Linked DNA regions of Zea mays: region 1 is linked to region 2. The links are chromatin contacts, called in public Hi-C maps. All regions are on one chromosome and are shown on one strand. Each heading gives the region's core, a stretch centred on a gene start, on an enhancer-like site or on the middle of the called end of the contact. The rest is flanking DNA. Distances are from core to core; before and after follow the strand shown. Region 1 holds the start of sbp1 (SBP-domain protein1). Region 2 holds the start of LOC100283381.

Region 1 (3,288 bases), core at 89-2,588, 140 kb before region 2:
GGTAGTATATTGAAGCAGACTAGAAGAGGAAGACCAGTCTAGCTACAGTAAACTACATCTGCATGAGTGATATGTGTTATCGTCGATTCGTCGTGCTCATCACTCATCAGGCGCCCATCATGCCAATGCATGCAGAGCTTGCCTAGCTGATGTGCATATGCAAGTATTGCCTCGCAATTGCGTCCCATGCATGTAGTTGCACCGTACTGGTGCCCATACTCTTACGTGACAAGAGGCAAAAGCGACAGTGCAACACTGACAGCAAGTAAAGGTGTCAACAGTGCCCGGCACGGCACAGACGTACGGCACGCACGTAGGTAGGTAACGGGCTGCTGGCCGAACGGGGCCGGCTGCGTACGTGTGGGCAGTGGGCACGTGTCTTGACAGGCGGGCCACCTGACCCAGGGCCGGGCATGCATGCATGCACGCATGCAGGGGAGGGAGGGACACGTACGTACGTACGTACCTGCTGCACTGCTGGCAGAAACGCTGCTGCTTGCCGGCGGCGGCGACGGCGCTGGCCTTGGCGTGGTACTCGCAGACCTTGTGGCGGCGGTGGTAGTGCTTGGCGGCGGAGAGGTCGGCCTTGCAGCCCTCGGCCTGGCACCGCGGCGGCGGCTGCTGGTGGTGGGCGGCGCCGAGCCCCAGCACGCCCATGCCGAGGCCCATACCCAGGCCCACGCCCACGCCGCCACCCGCCAGCCGCGACCGCGTCAGCAGCCGGTCCACGGCGAGTACGTCCGCGGGGGAGAAGTAGGTGCGGCGCCCGAGGTTCAGCCCGATCCTCCCGCCGCCTCCAGCAGCGTCCACGAGGGGGCCGCCGTCCTCCCGCTTCAGGAACCCTCCCGCGCCGCCGCCACCAAAGGGGTTATAGACGACATCCGCCGCCGCAGGCACGCCTGGGAGCGTCAGCAGCAGCGACGACGGTGGCATTGCCATGGCCGCCATGCTTTGCGGCGACGGCGCCAGCGGCAGGCTCGCCGGGGGCAGGAGACCAGATTCTTGGAACGGTAACCCTGCGGCGGCCGCGAAGTCGAAACTGTCGTATAGCCCTAGGTTGTTGTTGTGGCTGCTGCTGCTGGTGTTGTGCTGCAGTAGCGACGACGACCTCTCGACGACGACGCTGGGCATGCCCATGCCGGCGACGTCGAAGCCGACGTAGGGCTGCAAGGGGCCGAACGAGAAGTCGGCGTCGGTACTTGCTGTCGGCGACATCGCGTTGGTGTTCATCATCATCCTACTGGCTACTGCTACTATGCTCTCTGAGTGTATGTGTGTGCAGGAGGCAGGAGGAGCGGACACAGAGAGCGATCGAGCTATACGTGTGCGTGTGAGTGTGAAGCAGTGGTGGCCTTTGTGGGTGGTTAAAAAGGGCTGAGTTGAAGGCAGTGGGAAAGACAGGGAAAGAGACGACATTACTCTCTGCATTGAAGGGGAGATAGAGACAGAGAGCCCTAGGCGTTACTCACTTGTTGGTGCGCCGCATGATGAATTTTTTTTATTTATTTCATTTTGGTAAAGCCACCGGCAGGAGATCTACCGGCATATACTACTGGTACTGTAACAGAGAGTAGGAGTGCGGCGTATGTTGTGCACCCTTTCTCCATCTATCTTTCTCTCTCAGTCCCTTCTAGTGAAACGCACTCTCTCTCTCTATCTCGATCCTTTTGGTGAAAACCCTCTGCATGCGCTGCATGCATGCAGCCGGCGCAAATGTTGCGTGCTGTGCTGCTAGTAGTACTACGAGCTAGCTATTCGTCGTACGTGGCCACATGGTGAATCCTTGATGCATGGCATGGGCAGGGCAGGCGGGTTTTTGTCATGTTACTGCCCCCAGCCAGCCAGACTGCGGATCAGATCAGAAAGGTGATGGGGCTGGGGTACGAGTACGAGTACGACGGCGCGCGAGCCCGGGTGGCCGGGAGGGTTGGGTGCCTAGGCTTTTTTCTGCTTCGACCGGCGCGCAGCGAAAACACACGAAGCTAGGCAGTAGGCAGGCAGGCGAGCAGGCCCAGCTGTTCGGGCTGTAGCTGCTCTCGGCTGCAGCCCAAGCAGCTCGCATCAGCTGCTGCAGCTGTGAGAGATGCTGCATCCACGCCAAAGAAGAGGAAAATTGCGGCGGCGCGCGGCAGCCGACAGCGCTGCACGTAGTCGGATTTCGGAATTCACACAGCTAGCCAGCCGCTAGCATGATTGGCCAATAAAGTCCGTCCTGCAAAATTATTGCCCCCCATGCACATGCATGCATAGCTGCTCTATAAGCTAGCCAGACTCATCACAAATTAGGTCCTATTTGGAAGCAACCTAGGTTTTTAAAAACTAGTGTTTTTTTTTTGCTATGAGAGGCTAGCTTCTTGTTTTTAAGAAACTGATAATCTAATTTTTATAAACTGGGTTATAAACTGTTATGTTTGTAATCAACTCAATTTCTATAAACCAGTTTCTTATAAACTAGATGCTTCCAAACTGAGCCTTAAATGTATCATGAGTTTATCAAAGGTTTTTGTCTTAAGAATAAGTATAGCTGACTACACCCAAGAGTGGTCTAAACCCACAAAGTACGAGATATGGTTTACATACTTATCAAGTCAAGCGCATATTACATGTTATCAAGTCAAAAGGCGAGTGGCAGAGCTATGTCAAGGGTGCGGCTTGAACAACATGGATGTCACCCCCCCCCCACACACACATCTCCACTTTGTGTTGTCACTAAAACAATTAATTAAAAGAAACGTGTTTGTATCAATTTTCTATAACATTCCAAGATTTATTAGTTGTCACATGAGTTTTAAATAAATACTAATATGATTTTATAAACACTAGGATTCTTGTTTGTTGCATTCATATCATATCATATCATATGCATGGTGTGTTTGTGTGAAAAACGAATTCATTTTAAAAAATATATAAAACCTAATTTTTTATTTAAATACAAAATATTTTTTATTTGTTTTTAAAACCACACTTTATTATATTTGACAACATTATTGGATACAGGAAAAATGTAGCCGGAGAACATAATTGAATTTCTCACCTTTCAGCAAGGTAACAACAACTCTCGCTCCTGCTCCGGTAAGTTATAGGGATCCATCAAAATGAACAGTTCAGTAGTCAAAGGGCTTTGTCTCGATTGGCATTATGTCTCTGTCCATTCGGCCATGAAGTTACTGAGAGCCTGGCTGGCTTGGACCATGGTTCATGGTTTGAAGATGATATCATATACCCCGAGTTCGATGGCCCACTTGGCAACTCTGCCAGTAGCGTCTTTGTTGTGCAACATTTCTCCCA
Region 2 (3,392 bases), core at 273-2,772:
GTGCAAGCGGAGCGTAATGATCGATGGGTCCCTAATGATGTTCAAAGGCTAAAAGCATTAACTATGACATAGTTCAAGCCTAATGTAGAAAAAGTGTCACTTCTCGTTCTCCCCAACTCTGGTTTGTTTGTGCTGTGAGTAGTATATTGTTTTTATTTATATTTCACTAGATTTGTACAAAACTCAATGTTGAGTATATGCTCACACTTTTTGGTGATGGTGTAAGGTGTTGAACAATGATATTCTTAAATTGAACAAAATGGTGTAAGGTATGTTCCTCTTTCGGGCTTCTCGCCTAACAAATAGACCTTGAGAAATCACTCCCAACACGACAGGAAGCCACATATAAAAAAGGGGACAAACAACATATAAAAAAGGGTCAGGCTCCTTATGTCTTATATGTTCTAACATTAACGAAACCACACATAATTTATGTACTAAATCTACATGTTTCTATGTCTTATATGTTCTAACATTAATAGCTTTCCTTTCTCTATAGCCTGTTTATTTTTATTTTATAGCTTTTGAATTATCCTTGCACAATTTTATTTAAGGGAGAGAACAAGAGAAGGAGAGGTGGAACAGGAACCGACTCGGCGTTGTGTCGAGGAAGAGGAGATTGTGTGGGAGCTAGAGGGTGAGCACAATGAGTGGCACCACTATCGTAACCCATCAAGTACGAACTCAGTGCTCTCTTGTATAGTGGAAGTTTGACCAAATGGATTGACATAGAAGTTAAATGGGAGCGAAGGAGCCAAAGTCGCTTGAGCTGCGTCGTGTCACCGTGTTGAGGAAGAGGAGATTGTGAGGGAGCTAGAGCGCGAGCACAACGAGTAGCACCACTATCGCGACCCGTCAAGTATGAATTCATGAACTCTAATGTATAATGGATTGAATATTGAATAGTTACTCATAAAATATGATTGTGTACTGTAACAACACACAAACCTATACCAATTGTTTAAATATACTAGTCATATATCCGTGCATTGCTACGGTTTTTATATATAACACAGGATAAATTTTGTTTTAAGAAATCACAAAATATATGTTTTCTATTGATTTGGTGGGTGTGAATGTGGAGCCAACAACCAAGGTTCAAACACTTAATTATACATAATTTCATCTTATTTTTTTACATAAGCTGCCCTATTATAGTAGTAGAGAAGAGATATTAGGAGTGTGGGTTGATTCTAAAGAAATGTAGAGTTTTTTTTTGAAAAATATTGATACGGGACGACCGTTGAAACTGGTGCTTTAATATAATAGAGATAGAGATAGATCGAGTTGATTCTAAAGAAATATATGTTTTTTTGAAAAATATTGACGTGAGATATGAAACTGGTGCTTTAATAATGTAAAGATAAAAAGTGGAGACACAGAAGAGAGGAGAGAGAAGAGATAGGTAACCGTATCAAATGGGACACATTAGAGCCACTTGACATGTGGTCCATCTTGCATCCTATACTCTTTTATTTTTTATTTCTTTTCTCCCCTTTGTCGGTTCTTCCACTTCCCGAATCCCGATCCATCCGCATAGCACTGAGGGCGGCGGCCGCTTCCTCTCCTCCGCGGCCGAGGTCGCTCCCCCGCCCGCCGCCTCTTGCCCGCGGCCGATCTCTTCCCTCCGCTCGCAGCGTCGCAGCCCGTAACGAGACCGCGCTCGGTTGAGCACCACCTGGGGCCCAGCGCCCCAGCGTCCTCGTGACCACCTCGGCGCGGCATCCGCCCTCTGCAGCCCCGGTGTCTCCGCGACCGGCTCCGGTGCGTCCGGAACGCAGCTCCACAGGTGGATCTCCGTCCGCACAGCGCCACGATCCTCTCTCTCCTTACCACGCCAACAGCTCGTCCCTCTCGGTCCCTCTCCGTCTGCTTGACTCTGCTCCAGCCTCAGGCCGGCCTTCGCCTCTAAAAGTTTCATTACATACCCAGCTTGTAGCTGTATGCTGCAACCCTAGTCTGCGTTGTCTTCTCAAACCTTAACGTAATTCGTAGGTAAAACCGTGCGCCCAAACCCTAACATCCTATTCGTAAGCATATCTGAATCTGATTATAAGTTTATATGTATGTATTATGCCTGCTAACTTAGATTGCTTTGCAAAAAAATATTGGGTGTACAACACCCATGTATTTTACTGGGTCTGCCCATGTATTATCAATTATCCATAAATTAGTGGAGTTCTCAAACAAAATGTAGAAACCTTTACTTGCCATATATGATATCAATACCAAACTGCTCTATATATATTTCATGTTTAGATGCATAGATTATCCACTTATTTTCTCTGTTGAACTTTACTAAATTCCTGCTACCTTGAATTACAGGAGCATCATTATTTATAGAATACGATCTACTTTATAGCTGATGACAATGTCTGCTTCTACTGCTGCAATTCGTACTGCGAATACAAATGGAAACCATGCAGTAAGTTCGGATTCACATTCTAGCCAAGATGCTAGGCAGCGAACAGCTGGTATTACAAAAAGAAAAGCATTGCCTTCGATTCTTCAAAAAATTCCTAGCAATGATCTGAGTCATACTATCCGAGGAGAATCAGTTCTTCAAAAGTCAAATTATTCTTCTGAAGGAAGAAAAGATGTGGTTGCTTCAGCAACTGCTGAACGCCAAAACAAAAACACTACAAATGTGGTTGCTTCAGCAGCTGCTGTACGCCAAAAGAAAAGCCCTACTAAACAAGAAAACGCCAACTGGGTAACTGCCTTAAGTGTGCTGGTGAAGCTGTGTCTTCTTATTTCAGCTACTGCTTGGATGGGGCAGGTGTTCTGGAGATGGCAAAGTGGTGAATTATCATTTACAACACTGGATATGGAGAACAGGCTATCCAGGGTGGAAGGGTTCAAGAAGACAGCCAAGATGCTTCAGCTACAGTTGGATGTTTTGGATAAAAAGCTAGAAAATGAGATTGACAAAGCAAAAGGGGTCATTGCTAAGCAATTTGAGGATAAGGGTAATAAGATAGAGAAAAAGATGAAGATTTTGGAAGACAAAACTGACAAGTTGGACAAGTCACTGGCTGAGCTTAGTGACATGGGATTTCTTTCTAAAAATGAGTTTGAGGAGATTTTGAGCCAGTTGAAGAAAAAGAAGGGATTCGGTGGTACAGATGATGAAATAAGCTTGGATGATATAAGGCTATATGCCAAAGATGTGGTTGAGATGGAGATAGCAAGGCATTCCGCAGATGGCCTTGGTATGGTGGATTATGCATTGGGATCTGGTGGTGCTAAAGTGGTAAGTCACTCAGAGCCTTTCATGAATGGCAAGAACTATTTACCTGGTCGCAGCAATGTGCACACAACAGCCCAAAAGATGCTGGAGCCAAGTTTTGGGCAGCCAGGAGAGTGTTTTGCAGTGAAAGGAAGTAGTGGGT

The links. Hi-C and Micro-C count contacts between places; a contact is called where the count stands out from the background.
Region 1: a Hi-C map of tassel shows a contact between it and region 2, with 3 times the contacts expected there. The contact joins the promoter of sbp1 here to the promoter of LOC100283381 in region 2. A contact is called at or near these places in 4 of 25 Hi-C or Micro-C datasets (ear, tassel and an unstated tissue).

Annotation. Positions count from the first base shown.
Region 1 is chr5:90,863,533-90,866,820 of Zm-B73-REFERENCE-NAM-5.0, reverse strand. It overlaps sbp1 (SBP-domain protein1), which reads right to left and starts at 1,338. Exons shown (of 3, transcript NM_001112607.2): 1 at 467-1,338. The coding sequence starts at 1,236.
Region 2 is chr5:90,725,974-90,729,365 of Zm-B73-REFERENCE-NAM-5.0, reverse strand. It overlaps LOC100283381, which reads left to right and starts at 1,522. Exons shown (of 3, transcript NM_001156282.2): 1 at 1,522-1,789; 2 at 2,326-3,392. The coding sequence starts at 2,366.